Linked DNA regions of Mus musculus: region 2 is linked to region 1. A link is a contact called in public Hi-C data. All regions are on one chromosome and are shown on one strand. Each heading gives the region's core, a stretch centred on a gene start, on an enhancer-like site or on the middle of the called end of the contact. The rest is flanking DNA. Distances are from core to core; before and after follow the strand shown. Region 1 overlaps Srcap (Snf2-related CREBBP activator protein). Region 2 has its middle 13 kb from the start of Gm51458.

Evidence for each region. A called contact is a pair of places that touch in the nucleus more often than the background predicts.
Region 2: a Hi-C map of liver shows a contact between it and region 1, with 2.3 times the contacts expected there. The contact joins two enhancer-like sites. A contact is called at or near these places in 3 of 39 promoter capture datasets (embryonic stem cells, fetal liver and trophoblast stem cells), 2 of 484 Hi-C or Micro-C datasets (liver and nephron progenitors) and 2 of 9 other capture datasets (adipose tissue and pancreatic islet).

What each region holds. Positions count from the first base shown.
Region 1 is chr7:127,544,818-127,552,238 of GRCm38.p6, forward strand. It overlaps Srcap (Snf2-related CREBBP activator protein), which reads left to right. Exons shown (of 34, transcript NM_001304266.1): 26 at 4,323-4,588; 27 at 4,716-4,918. Among named protein-coding and RNA genes, the nearest start is that of Tmem265, 13 kb to the right of the region's middle. Within about 2 kb of position 4,809, at least 8 of the 459 cell types and tissues checked have an H3K27ac peak or open chromatin away from gene starts, as enhancers often do. A contact at or near this core is called in liver, where this site is marked.
Region 2 is chr7:127,646,475-127,653,895 of GRCm38.p6, forward strand. No RefSeq gene overlaps it. Among named protein-coding and RNA genes, the nearest start is that of Gm51458, 13 kb to the left of the region's middle. Within about 2 kb of position 2,592, at least 15 of the 459 cell types and tissues checked have an H3K27ac peak or open chromatin away from gene starts, as enhancers often do. A contact at or near this core is called in liver, where this site is marked.

The sequences.
Region 1 (7,421 bases), core at 3,559-6,058:
AGTTACCACCCTCTGCAAACAGAATTTTCTCTGTCCAAAGATGACAACAGTGCTCATCTGAGTACAAGTATAAATGGCTACAGCTTGACACTGTGTCCTCTCAGTAGTAGTTGCCATTGTGTCTCATGTCTGTCCCCAGTGAGGTGTGGAGGTGCAGGGTTTCTCCTTCTCTGGGTTCCAGGAATTGAACTCCGGTAGTCGGGCTTGCATGGCAGATAGTTTTACCCTGCGCCATTTTACCAGCTTAGCCTTAGACTTTTAGCCAAATTTAAAGTACTAAGCATAGATTGCTTCTTGTGAATAATACTTGAAACTCAAGCGAAAGCAATTGCATACCTCCATTAACATGCCACTATTAAATTAATGGACACATGTTGCTTGGCATGTTGGTTTTATATCTTGTAGCAATCACAGCCAGAAGAGAGCATTGCTAACTTTTCTCCAGCTGTTTGCTGAACATTTTGTGGTTTTAAGACAGTTAACAAGAAGCAAGCTTACAACTTATTTGCAATCTAATTTCTCTGTCTTCGTGTGTGGAATCTTCTGCAATAGGGTTTTACCATCTAATCTAATGGGAAAATAAGAGCAGTAGGAGTAGCTTACATTGTTTGGGAGCCTTCTGGGGCCTTCCTGACCTAGTTCATATGGCAATATCTAATACCTGGCAACTGGCTTTTGTTTAATAACCTATAGCTTTTAGGAGTAGCCCTGTCCACCTGTGCAGGTTACTCATTTTTATTTTCATTATTCTTAAATTATGTATATTTAAGGGCTACAGAAATGGCTTAGTAGTTAAGAGCACTTGTTCTAACAGAGGATTGGAGTTCAAATCCAAGCACCCACATAATGGTTTACAACCATCCATAACTCAAGTTCCAACACCCTCTTCTGGTCTTTAGACCACTGTGTGCATACATGCATATGTTCCTGCTCATATTCGTATGTATGTACAAGCATACAAGTACAGGTGCACACAGGGGCTAGGAAAGAGTATCAATGGTCCACTATCACTATCCACTGATGCTTTCTCTAAATCTGGGGTTCACATTTTCTTGGCTAGGCTGGAGCTGCACATCCTCACAATTCTCCAGTCTGTCATCTTCAGTGCTGTACCCACAGGATTTCCGAGGATGCCTAGTATGGTAGTTGAATGCTGGGGTCCATCCTCAGGCCCTCATACTTGTTCAGCAAACACCCTTAAAATCCTGGGTTTCTCCCTCTAACCCCCATAGTTATACACATACACAAAGTGTTTACTTACTTTGAAACAGGGTTTCTCCATGTAGCACTGAATGTTACAGAACTCACTATGTAGCTCAAGCTAGCCTGGAATCAACATCCTGTATATTTTTTTAATTAGCTTATAAGTTTCCTTATGGTTCTTGTATCCTTAGTTTTGGTTAATTTTTCCCTTCTCTTCTGCTCTGTCCCATTCCCCACCCACATTCCTTTCCATTCTTGATAGTCTCTCCCTCTAGAGCAGTAGATCTCAACCTTCCTAATGCTTCAACCCTTTAATATAGTTCCTCATGTTGTGGTGTCTGCCAACCATTAAATTACTTCTGTTGTTACTTAATAACTGTAATGTTGCTACTGTTACAAACTGTAATATAAATATCTGATATTCAGGATATCTGATATGTGACCCCTATGAAGGGTTATTTGATCCCATTGAGAACTGCTGTTCTCATGTCATATGTATTCCATTCCCCTTCATAGCCTCTACTGGCACTCCAAGTTAAACTCAAATCTAAACATTCAAATCTAGGGTCTACACATGATAGTTACATGTAACATTTTTCTAAGACTGAGTAACTTCACTAAGTAAATTTCTAGTTACATGTATTTTTCCTGAAAATTTCACAATTTGATTTTTCTTTTTACCCAAATAAAACCCAATTAAAACTTACTGTTTGGTTTTGGGTTTTGTGTCAGTGATTCAACCCAAGGCCTTGTGCCAACCATTCTTTCGCTGAGCTACATTCTTGGCCACTAAATTTCTAAAATGTGTATGATTCCTATAGGAAGTGTCAGATGTTACACCAGTACACAGGAATTTGGAGGGGCGGTGGTTTAATTTTTTTTTCCCTAACGTTGGTTCTGGGGATCAAATTTAGGTTGTCAAGATTTGTATGGTAAGAACTTTTATCTTCTGAGCTTTTTTTCCCTATAGTAGGTTTTGGCATCCAATCATAGACTGATGGGATTTCTTAGCTTGTAAGTGGAGCAGCAGAGAGTATGGTTGTGCACATCTTTGTAACAGGATACTACCACCCACCAACAGTGATGAGGGTGTTTGCTCACATCTTCTAGCACTAGTTGTTATCTCCACAACTTTAAGAGTAAATTGTCCATAATAAACAGCAAAGAAACACTTAAAACTAGATGTAGTGATGCACACCTTTAATTACAGCTCTTTGGAAGGCAAGCTTATTTCTGTGAGTTCTAAGACAGCTAGGACTAAAAAAAAAAGTTTCATTGATAACATTGATATGCCATTAACTCATAACTTGAAACAGCATAAATACTTAAGCAATGAACCACATGAAAATCTCTGACTTTAGTAAGAGGCTTCACATGTTATCACTAGACGACTTTATATATTACATTTGAAACAGATGCCTGTAACTATTTAGAAGTAAAATGATCAGAACAATCTAGAGATGTCTGACTCCATGTAAATCTACCATGTCTTGCCACTATGAAGAGTGTAGAATTCATTTAAATTATCTGCCAATCTTTTTAGAGTGTCTCTTCAGTTCTACTGGGTTTCATGAAAGAATTCACTGATAAGTTGTGCTAAAAAGCAAAACAAAACAAAAACAGTGCTGTTCTACATTATGTATCTGTGTTGTCAGAGAATATGTGAGTAGTTTGATAAAAATGTCTAATTGGGAGCTATCTAAATTTAAATACAAATTTACATGGATAGTTTCTATATTTATAAATATTCTATAATATTTATAGTCAGTTTGGGGGTTGAATTTGGTTTATCATATACTTCTAGTTGGAATGTTAGGGGGGATAGTCACCATTGCTCTTTTCAGACACACCAGAAGAGGTCATCAGACCCATGAGCCACCATGTGGTTTCTAGGAATTGAACTCAGGTCCTCTGGAAGAGCAGTCAGTGCTCTTAACCACTGAGCCATCTCCCCAGCCCCAGAATGTTAGTTCTTATTACACTTCCTACTAATAATTATATTGGTTGAGGTAAAAATTATGTACATATAAGAAATAGTGGCCTTTTATTTATAGAGTGAATGACTTTACTAATTCTCATTGGCCACTTTGGGAATATATTTGTCTAGTCATGATTCACTATTAATGTCTCCTGTGTAGTTTCTAACCTTACATTATGAACTTTTATTTCTTTCACATTGACAGAACTTGAAAATGAACTATTATAGTTAAATTATGTAAGAAAAAATTAAATAATTAAAAGTTGACATACTCATAGAAAGTGTAAAAAAAATAGATGAAACCAAAATGCAGAAAAGTCATCATAAAGTCCTGACCTACATAACCACGATGTATTAAAATTTTCTCTGCTTTTCACACTCTGAGCTTTCCTCCTTCATCTTACCAAATAATTTTATTACCTGTTCAGAAGGCCCCCTCCTTAGCCAAGCAGTCATGGCTCACACCTTTAATCCCAGCACTGGCAGCCAGCAAGTACCAAGAGAGAAACCCTGTCTCAAAACAGAAATAAAAAAGGGGCCCTCCTTATTTCATTCCTTTCCATTCTTCCCTTTCATTTTCCTTATTTTTCCCTTTCTCATTTTTGTTTGTTTGTTTGTTTTCTTTTGTTTTTTTTTTTTTTTTTTTTTTGGTTTTTTGTTTGTAAACCTGTACTCCCTGATTTTCATGTATTTTTTTTTCCCCTTTTTTGAGACAGGGTCTCTCACTATGTAGCCCTGGTTGTCCTGGATCTCATAGAAATCCACCTGCATCCCCTCCCAAATACTGGATTAAAGGCATGTGCCAGCATATGTGGCTCAGTGTCTGCTGTTTTGTTTTGTTTTGTTTTAATTCTATGTATTTGTGCATGAAAGTGCACATTCACATTCCATGGAGCTACTTCAAGAAACTATAAGTTAGATGCCCTCAGTTTGAGTGTTACATATGAAAATTGCCTCAATTGTTGGATATGTAGGTTTTATTTTGAATATTTTGCACTGTGCTTTAATAAGCATACAGGAAAGTTAGTTTTCTCTTGTAGAGGTGTCATTTAGCACTGTGAAAACAGTTTTAGACATGATAAAGCACAAAGTTTTGTTGTAAACTCTTAAGTACACTAATTTCTTTTTTTTTCTTCTTTAGGACTCTCTGGAAGAAAAGCGGAAGCAGCAGCGATCTGAGCGCCTGGATCGGATTTTCCAACTTAGTGAGGCTCATGGGGCTCTGGCACCCGTGTATGGGACTGAAGTCCTGGATTTCTGTACCTTGCCCCAACCTGTTGCCAGCCCCATTGGTCCTCGTTCTCCTGGCCCCAGCCACCCCATCTTTTGGACTTACACTGAGGCTGCCCGTCGGGCTGTACTGTTTCCCCAGCAGCGACTAGAGCAGCTGTCAGAAATCATTGAGAGGTTGGCAGGGCTAAGTGCTGTTGGGGAGTGGGTTTGGGGGCTTAGTTCTTAGGTCTAATGAAGGTGCTAATTTCTATGGTATTTCAGGGTCATATCTTTTACAATGTTTATTTTCTTCTTTTCACAGGTTCATCTTTGTCATGCCTCCTGTGGAGGCACCTCCCCCTTCCCTGCATGCCTGCCACCCACCTCCTTGGCTGGCCCCTCATCAGGCAGCCTTCCAGGAGCAATTGGCCTGTGAGCTCTGGCCTCGAGCCCGTCCTTTGCACCGTATTGTATGTAATATGCGTACTCAGTTCCCTGACTTGAGACTCATCCAGTATGATTGTGGTGAGTTCTTGTCTATTTCAGGACCCTCAGTACTTGTTTGATTTGGTTTGAGACAGTCTTGCGTATCCTACGACCTCCTCTGTTTACTGCTGGGGCTGAGGATGGCCTTGGACTCCTCTCCACCAAATTATTCTTGAGTCTTTGTGTCAAGATCATTACATCAAAGAAACGATGCTTAGAGGCAACATTTTGGGAGCTTTTGTGGAAGTGATGTATATATGATGTTAATTGATTTGTTTATCCAGTGGTTGTCATGAACATCTGTCATTTTGCTTATCATTTGGGATAATAAGTGAGGCAGCGTAGTATAGAATATGGAAGCACACCTTTAATCTCAGCAGAGGAAGGCAGATCTCTGAGTTCAAGGCCATGCTGGTTTACAAAGGTTCTAGGACAGCCTGTACTGCAATAGAGAAACATTAAAGATCCAAAAACAAAGCAACTGGGTCTGAGGTGCACATATGTAAACTGTAATACTCAGGACAAAGAGGCAGGAGGATTGCTGCAAGTTCAAGATCTTCTGCTTATCATTATTATTATTATATAATTTTTATTGTTTCTGCTTTTTTAGAAACAGGGTCTCTTTATGGCTCTGGCAGTCTTGGAAGCTTTTATGTCTGGCTGGGCTGTAGACCAGGCTGGCTTTGAACTCAGAAATCCCTCTGCCTCTGTCTGTACACTGAATTTTTGTTCAGCAGTTGAGATGTAATATATGAGAGAAAATTTCTCTAAAAAATACATTATTTGTGGGAGGGGAGAGACCTGGGATGGTTAATACAGGCTCATAATCCCAGCATTTGAGAAGCACATTTGTGCAAGAGGGTAACTTTGAGGCCAACCTTGTTTACAAAGTGGGACCTGGTCTTAAAGAAAAAAAAAGAAATTTTTCTTGTGCATATAATGTGTCTATTCATACATGAATATGCAAGTCTACTTGCCTGTGTATGAGTTTAGAGGCCAGAGGTCAATTATTTTTCTCTATTACTTTCCCATCTATTTTCTATAATGGATTAAATTTGTTCCTTTACCATATCATGTTGTTATACAGACAATTTCATGATATATACATAACACACACACCTCATTTCACTCTCTCTCTCCCCCACCTTTATTTTTGATACGGGGTCTCTTAGTAAACCTGGAGCTCACTATTTCAGCTAGAATGGCTGACCCTCAGTTCCCCCCAACCTTGTCTTCCTATCTTTACCTCAACCCTTAGGATGCTAGGGAATCAGACTCAAGCACTTAGTCTTGCATAGCAAGTATTTTAATTTTTGAGCCATCTCTGCAGCCTTACCTTACCCCACCTCCATTTTAAATACCATCTGAAACCATAATAGGTTAATTGTAGGTCTTTTGAAACTGGGCTGCAGGTTTAACTCTCAGTGGTAATTGCTTTCCTAGCGTGCACGAGGCTCCATATTCAATCCCAAGCACACCCCTCATCTCTCTCTCTCTCTCTCTCTCTCTCTCTCTCTCTCTCTCTCTCTCTCTCTCTCTCTCTCTCTCTCTCACACACACACACACACACACACACACACACACACACACACACACTTGGAGCTGAAAATAATGTATCTCCAAGTGTCAATTGAGGTTGTCCTAGGACTCCAACACTACCAAATGTTTTTATTACTCTGTTTTCTATAGATGCCTACATAGTATAATGTCCAAGACAATTTATGTGTGTTGGATCCATGTGAGTTCTAGAACTAACTGAAGATATCAGACTTGACAGCAAGTACCTTACTCACTGGTCTTGCTAGCTGACTTACTGGAAATAATATACAAGTTGTTTCTATTTTAATGTTTTTTTAAACACTTATGTATTTTACATGAGCGTTTTGCCTGTGTGTGTGTGTGTGTGTGTGTGTGTGCGCGCGCGCTATGTGCGTGTCTGTTGCCCAAGAAGGTCAAAAGAGGGCACCGGATTCTCTGGAACTAGAATTACAGATGGTTGTGATCTACCCTGTGGATACGGGAACCTAACCTGGCTCCTGTGAAAGAGCACTTGTTTCTTGAGTCCCAAGGTCAATTCTGTTTGTTCTATGATGACTAGATAACCTTTTACCATCCTGGTCTGTCTTTTCCTATGGTTGTAATTGGGCCTTAAATTCCTTTCTGTAAACCTTGACTATAGATTTATTGATAATTCTAATGTGAATCTATTCTCATTTCAGCTGGCCTGACTGGTTAGTACTTTTGAGCCTTCTTGCTTATAAACACTAAGAACACACATTCCTACTCTATCCCCTGATGATCTGTTGCTCTGTGGCTTCAGCCCTAGGTTAAAGAGGAATTAAGTCCCAGATAGGAACATACTATAAGAAAGAACCTTTAAGGGTAAAAAGTAGGGAGTTTAATGGTTTTCATTCGTTAGACTAGTTGAAACCTTGACCTAAGACCTTCATTCAGCTGGAGTTGTCTTGTGTTACTGTCTGTCTACTGTTGTGTACCTCACCTCAGACGCCTTCATGCTTGTTTTGGTTTTTTGGTTTTGTTT
Region 2 (7,421 bases), core at 1,342-3,841, 99 kb after region 1:
TGTTTTGTTTTGTTTTGTTTTGTTTTGTTTGAGACCATGTAATTTTGCGTAGCCTGGAACTAGTTATATAGACCAGGCTGTCCTTGCACTCAGAGATCCACCTACCTCTGCCTCCTCCAGGCTAGAATCAAAGGGTTTTGTTTTGTTTCGTTTCTGTTTCTGTTTCTGTTTCTGAGACTGTCTCTATAATAGTCTAAGCTGGCCTTGAATTGTTTTTTTTTTTAATATTTTCTTTATTTACATTTCAAATGTTATCCCCTTTCCAGGTTTCCCCTCCAAAAACCCCCTATCCACCCCTTTTCCCCCTGCTCACCAACTCACCCACTCCTGCTTCCTTGTCCTGGCATTCCCCTACACTGGGGCATCGGTGTCTCACAGGACTAGCCTTGAATTCTTTCTTTTTCTTTTTCTTTTTCTTTTACTTTTTCTTTTTTTAAGTGTAGAAATAGTTTATTCAGGGCATGTGGAGGGGAGTTAAGAGGGCAGTAGAGGCAGAGAAAGGCAGAGAGAGGGAGAGAGTAGAGAAGTAGAGGCCATGACCACGTGGAGAGAGGGGGGAAAGGAATGGGGAGAGAGGCAAGAGTAGAGAGTAACAGACACAAAAGAAGCAAGAGAAAGATGGGGGGGAAAGCAGCCCCTTTTATACTGAGCCAAGCCTACATGGTTTTTGCCAGGTAACTGTGGGAGTGGAGACCAGATAGAATACCAACATTCTCCTGATTTGGTTTAGTTAAAAAAGAAAAATTAAAAGGATGATGGTGAAGCAGGAATAGGGTCATCGTGATATCTGGCTGCTTCATGCTGACATTGGGGGCGACATCTCTAGGAAACCATCTAGAGGGATGGTTATGAAAGACCTCCGAAGGGAGACCCTCACTCAAGCCTCGGGATAATAGCGGACCCTCAAGAACTCACGAGAGACCAAGCTTGATGCAAACCACATGAGGCTTTATTCGGGAAAGCCAGAGCTCTGGGGACGACTCATATCCCACACAGGGGTAGAGGAGGAGTCAACCCCGAGGGGAAAGGGGTTCCAGTATAGGTCCTCAGGGGGGAAAGGAGAAGGGGGGAGTAGGGGATTTCCAGATCTAAACAATGTCTATTCTCAAGAAATGGGTATGGGAGGGGTACAAGGAAAGAGTCTGGAGCAGGTGCAGCAATTCAGGATTGGCCGGGCTGTGGTTGCTGGGGAGATTTTCCGACTCTGTCCCAGCAACCAATATCACAAACACCTGGCAGTGAGGTGCAGCAGTAGGCACACACCTGGGTTCAAGGAACGGTCAGAACATTGGCAGACACACGGGTTCAAGGAGCGGCCAGAACATTGGCAGACACACGGGTTCAAGGAGCGGCCAGAGCATTGTGCACCTCTATTTTTCTAAATCAGTGAAGCTAGTTCTGCTAGCCATGAAATCTATTTTGCCAATTTCAGGGCTTCTGTGACCTTTTGCATTCTGTCAGGATCTTTCAGTTATGGGGGATGTTTATCCAGTCTTAGGAGAGTTGGCTGCCTCTTTGCTGTCCAGGGTCTGTGGAGCCATCTGAGGATAGGTCAGAAGGGACAGGTCCAGTAGGAATGTGTGTCTATGAGAGGAGATTGGAGCATATGAAGGTTGCTTCTCTGGAGCTGTCCTGGGTGTAGTAAGCACCTGGACTTGACAAGATGCTGAAACACATTATTATAGGTAGAGAATAAGAGTAAATACATTTGAGAGAAAAACAATTTTTTTCTTAAGATGTACATTTGAAACCCAGAGAAATCCCACCCTCTGGAATAGGTTAGGCAGATGTACGTATCTGGGTGGAGTCTATTTGGTCCATGAGAGGTAGATCTGACTGGGTTTCCTGTAACTTATAAGTTTATAAAAGAGATAACAGCATGAGTTAACCACATGAATTGTCTTTAAGATGAGCCTTTTGTGGAGCAGAAGGAATAAGATTAAAAAGTTCAATCGGAGCTGGGCAGTGGTGGCGCATGCCTTTAATCCCAGCACTTGGGAGGCAGAGACAGGTGGATTTCTGAGTTTGAAGCCAGCCTGGTCAACAGAGTGAGTTCCTAGACAGCCAGGACTACACAGAGAAACCCTGTTTTGAAAAACAAAACAAACAAACAAAAAAAAGTTTGATTGTATAGTGGAATATTTTATTAGAGTTAGGCAAATTTATAGGAACTCAGATAATGTTAGGACAGTGGCATAGCAAAAAGAGGAAGTATGAAGCATTTAATCAATGGAAACAGAATTTAGGTAAGGAGATAACAGATTACATCTGTGAAAGTTTTTTTCTCTAGCTGTCAATGTAGCCAGAAGTCTGGGGAATAAACAATAATTTAGCAGTTATATTATTTAAAAAATGACAGAGTCTACTAGCCAACAGTTCTCTGTGATCTCCATGGTCTCTACAGCAAGTTGGGCAGTCAGTCTGGCTTTCAAGCACAGAAGATGCAGGCTTTTTCTCTGTGGAATGGATATGTGTGACGTGAAAAATGGCTTACCTTGGTTTTAGCTAGGTCACGTGACTCAGAGTATCGAGTGCTGTCCACTGCGTGTTTCAGTGGTGATCACATCACAGTCCAGGCAGTATCCTGCAGCTGTGTCCACATCTCCTGAGACTTCCTGGGAGGAACCTTAGAGGCTTTGGGGAATTCTGACTGTCACAAACTTAATAATTAACAAATTTCTTACAGATTGAGCACTGTAGGTTGGCTATAACTGAATAGAATTTGATAGCAGTCATCAAGACAGGATAGGAAAGAGAACCGTAGGTAACTTTGACAGTTTCGGAGGTATAGAGAAGTACATTGTTGTATTAGCAAAGAAACATTCAGCTAGGACTAGAATAAGAGCTAACAGCCGTGGCCTGAGATCAGACTGTACTGGCAGGCAAGCCGTGGGAATGGCTAAACTGTGGAGCACACAGCCAGTGGCCCACAGGTCATGGCCCCCAGGGCCAGTGGGTTGGAGCAGAACTGTGCTATGGGCAGCTGAGGCAGAGAACCCTGTCAGGTGGCCTGCAGGCTGCTGCGGGGAGGGACTTCCTACCCTTGAATTCTTTTTTTTTTTTTTTTTTTTTTTTTTTTTTGGTTTTTCGAGACAGGGTTTCTCTGTGTAGTCCTGGCTGTCTTGGCTGTCTTGGAACTCACTCTGTAGACCAGGCTGGCCTTGAACTCAGAAATCCGCCTGCCTCTGCCTCCCAAGTGCTGGGATTAAAGGCTTGCACCACCATGCCCGGCACTACCCTTGAATTCTTAATACTTCTCTTTTCGTCTAATAAATGCTAGGCCTACAGGCACGTGTTTTTATATTTTTACCTTCTTTTATTCCTTTTTTTTCTTACTGTATTTTTTTAGACTTATTTCTTTATTTCATGTATGTGGGTATACTGTCTTCAGACACACCAGCAGAGGGCATCAGATCCCATTACAGATGGTTGTGAGCCACCATGTGGTTGCTTGGAATTGAACTCAGAACCTCTGAAGAGCAATCAGTGCTCTTAACTGCTGAGCCATCTCTCCAGCCCCTTATTGTTTTGTTTTGTTCTTTTTAATGATTCCCTTTGCCATGTCTCAAATTTTTCTGATTTTTTTATAAAGTATCATCTTGTATTAATTGTGCTTATAAAATGTTGTTTTGTTTTTAATTTCTTATTGGTGCTTTGTGACTTTCACATCATGAGCCCAAAACCCCCAGTATCCACTCTCCACCCTTACAACCTCTCCCTAAAAGAAAAACAAAAAACAAAAAAAAACCTCACTGTGGAAGCTGTAGTGTGTCACAGTGTGTCCCACAGCACACTTCTCTACTTGCAAATGTCCACTGCAATGAGTCATTGGTCTGTTGCAAGGCACCTACCTGACTTCTGCTACTCTATCATTCCTGGGACTTCACTGAGATTCCTCCTGGATATCCTGTCGTTGCCGGTGTTATGGAGATCCTGTAGTTTTAGATCTGTAGGACTGGCCCATGCCCTCCAGCTGTTCATCAATGGGGTAGATGTTGGGGTGGGCCAACTCAAAGCCCTGCATCTGGGCCTGAGAGGTGTCCGGGCTGGTCAGCCTGCCAGCTTTTCTGCTCCCACACTACCAGGGCAGGGTCTCCAGCGCTGCCTGGCTAGGTTGTCCAATGCCACAGCCAGCTCTCAGGTTCTCATGGTCTCATGCCTACCGGGTGGCTCACCGCTGGTGCTCATGCCATCAGGACCATGGCTACTGTGCTGCCCAGACAAGTTGTAGGCCTACTCTCCTGAGTGCTGTTCCTGGTGAGGGACAGGTCCAGTTTTCCTACCTGTCATAGGTGACTAGGGACGAGGAGGGATGGGAGAAGGGGGCATCTCTCCTCCATCAGGGCCATGATGAGGCCCTGCCATCATCATCATCTCTGCCTCAAACAGCAGACAAGTTGCTGGGACCAGCTCTCCCACGCTCATGCCCGCAGTGCCAGCTCACGCATGTTTCTGCCAGCTCTACTGTGCTGCAGCAGGTGAGGGGCAGGTCTAGTTCTCCCACTCTGACAGCCTTGGGACCAGCTCTTCGCCTGTGGTAGGTGGCAAGGGGGGTTAGGGGGAGAGCATCTCTCCCTTCTCCCTCATCCGTGCCACTTCCCAGGAGACAGGTGGCAGGGCCAGCCCTCCCATGCTCACACCAGTGGCGCTGGCTCATCTGCAACTTCTGCAACCAGGGCCAGCTCTACTGTGCTCCCTGAGTGATAGTGGGACCTGCTGTTCATAGTACTGCAGTTGTGCAGGGTTGGGGTCAGCTCTGAGGCTCTCTTCAGGGCCAGCTCTTCCAGAAAGAGCAGGTGAGAGGTCGGGCCAGTTCTGCACAACCTTCATACATCAATAGCAACAGGGTAAAGAATTTGAGCCAGGGGCTGGAGAGATGGCTCAGCGGGTAAGAGCACCCGACTGTTCTTCTAATGGTCCTGAGTTCAAATCCCAGCAACCACATGGTGGCTCACAACCATCCATAAGGAGATCTGACTCCTTCTTCTGGAGTGTCTGAAGACAGTTACAGTGTACTTACATATAATAAATAAATACATCTTTAAAAAAAGGGGGGGGGGAACTGGTGAGATGGCTCAGTGGGTAAGAGCACCCGACTGCTCTTCCGAAGGTCTGGAGTTCAAATCCCAGCAACCACATGGTGGCTCACAACCATCTGTAACAAGATCTGACGCCCTCTTCTGGAGTGTCTGAGGACAGCTACAGTGTACTTACATATAATAAATAAATAAATAAATAAATAAATCTTAAAAAAAAAAAAAGAAAATAAAAGAATTTGAGTCAGGCTGTGGTGGCTCCCACTGTGGGGCAGTGAGCTACACACAGACAGCCTGGTCTCCAGTGGAGTAAAGGTCTGGAACTCTGGGGACCCGATGAGTCATGATTTTCATCTACATGGGACAGAAGGTATTTGATCATGTCTCCTGGGCCCCTGGCTCCTATCGAAGTTACTGCCCTCACAGCCCCTCTGCCCCCCCAACACCCACAGGAGAGGTGTGTGGCTATCAGTCAGGTAGAACCAGCACCAAGCCTTCCCACATGCAAATAAGGTTTTCCCCTGGCTCTCAGTCCAAGCCAATAAAAGGTACTTGCTGTGGAACCCTGAATCACCCCCAGAACTGTATATAAATTCTATCCAGGTAATTAAAGGGGTGTGAGAACTACTCGGTCGTCTGAGCCTTTTGTTCCAAGAGCTATAACACTCGCTGGGGAAGAGATCTGCTCTCCTGAAGCGCTGCCTGAGGCTCTGCCGCATTCCTCGCTCGCTAGTGGCCCAATGGAAGCCAACTCAGTGCAGAGCGGCTCGGCTCGGCTCAGCTCGGAGTTACCGAGTAACCTGGAAGGCATGGCAGAGACTTCGCCTCCCTGCCCGCACTCGCTTCCTTTTGCCGCCGGAACCCCTGCACCAGGTCTGGTCAGAAATCTCCTTAGAAAGTCTCTGGTACTCAGGCCCACATCTGGCACCGACATGAGGCTCAAACAGATACGACTGCACCCAATACTGCAGGAAGGTGAACCCCCCCCACACACTCTGGAAACCATTAATCTGCCTTTTCCTACTGTGCTTTCTGTCAGCACCATTGCGTGGATTTAGACAAACTAAAGGGGCAACTGAAGCCTCCTGGCCAGAGCTACTCTCTAGTGTTGGTTGAAGGTTCCTCTGGCCTCTGTCTAAATCCCAACAGCCCACAACAGGCAAAGACTCTCTATCTAACTTCTCCTTAAAACAAAAAGAAAGGCAGTGGTGGCACAGCCTTTAATCCCAGCACTTGAGAGACAGAAGTAGACGGATCTCTGAGTTCGAGGCCAGACTGGTCTATAGAGTGAGGACAGCCAGAGCTACACAGAGAAACTCTGTCTCGAAAAACCAAAAAAAGAAAAAAACAAAACAAAACAAAAAACAAAAAGAAAACCGGTAATGCATCAGCCACTTAAAAGCCACCGGGCGGCTGCCAGTTCTTAAATCTGCGGGAAGGTGTTCTGGACTTCTGTGGAATCCCCCGAAGCCAAATAGGCCAAGGGGACATTCTCAATGGACAAGAGCCTTTCCTCTTTTCTATCGTGGGCAACTCACCATCACATAGAAAATCACCTCAGCTGGGCAGTGGTGGCGCACGACTTTAATCCCAGCACTTGGGAGGCAGAGGCAAGCGGATTTCTGAGTTCGAGGTCAGCCTGGTCTACAGAGTGAGTTCCTTGTCTTGAAAAAATAAAATAAAAATCAAATCAAATCAGATCAGATCAAATCAAGACAAACAAAACAAAAATATTCCCTCTAACCAATAAGTGTCCAGGCTGGGGGCAGTGCATGCCTGTGATACCAGTAGTCAGGAGGTCTGGAGATTTCATCTTGTCTGAGTCAGAAGGGCCACCAACAAGGAGCCGGATGAGGCCAAATGCTGAGGATTGTGTGGGGAAAAGAGGAATGAGTTTGTGCAGTCACCATGGCAGCTGGGATGAAGGGTCTGCAGAAAGGAAAGCAGAGCTATCTCAAAGACTGAGCTCCGCTAGCTTGTGTAGATGCCCAGAGAATTCTAAGTCAACATATCAAAAAGAAACCTGTGGGGCTGGAGAGGTGGCTCAGTGGTTAAGAACACTGGCTGCTCTTCCAGGGGACCTGGCTTCAGTTTCTAGCATCCACAATGACAGCTCACAATTGTCTGTAACTCCAGTTCCAGGGGATCTAATGTAATGTATTCTTCTGGCTTCATCAGGTACTGTATACACACACACACACACACACACACACACACACACACACATTTATACACATGAAATAAAAATAAATCTACCCTGGCATGGTGGCATATGCTTTTAATCCCAGCACTCAGGAGGCAGAGGCAGGCAGGTCTCTGAGCTCGACACCAGCCTGGTCTACAGAGAGAGTTCCAGGAAAGCCAGGGCTACACAGAGAAATCCTG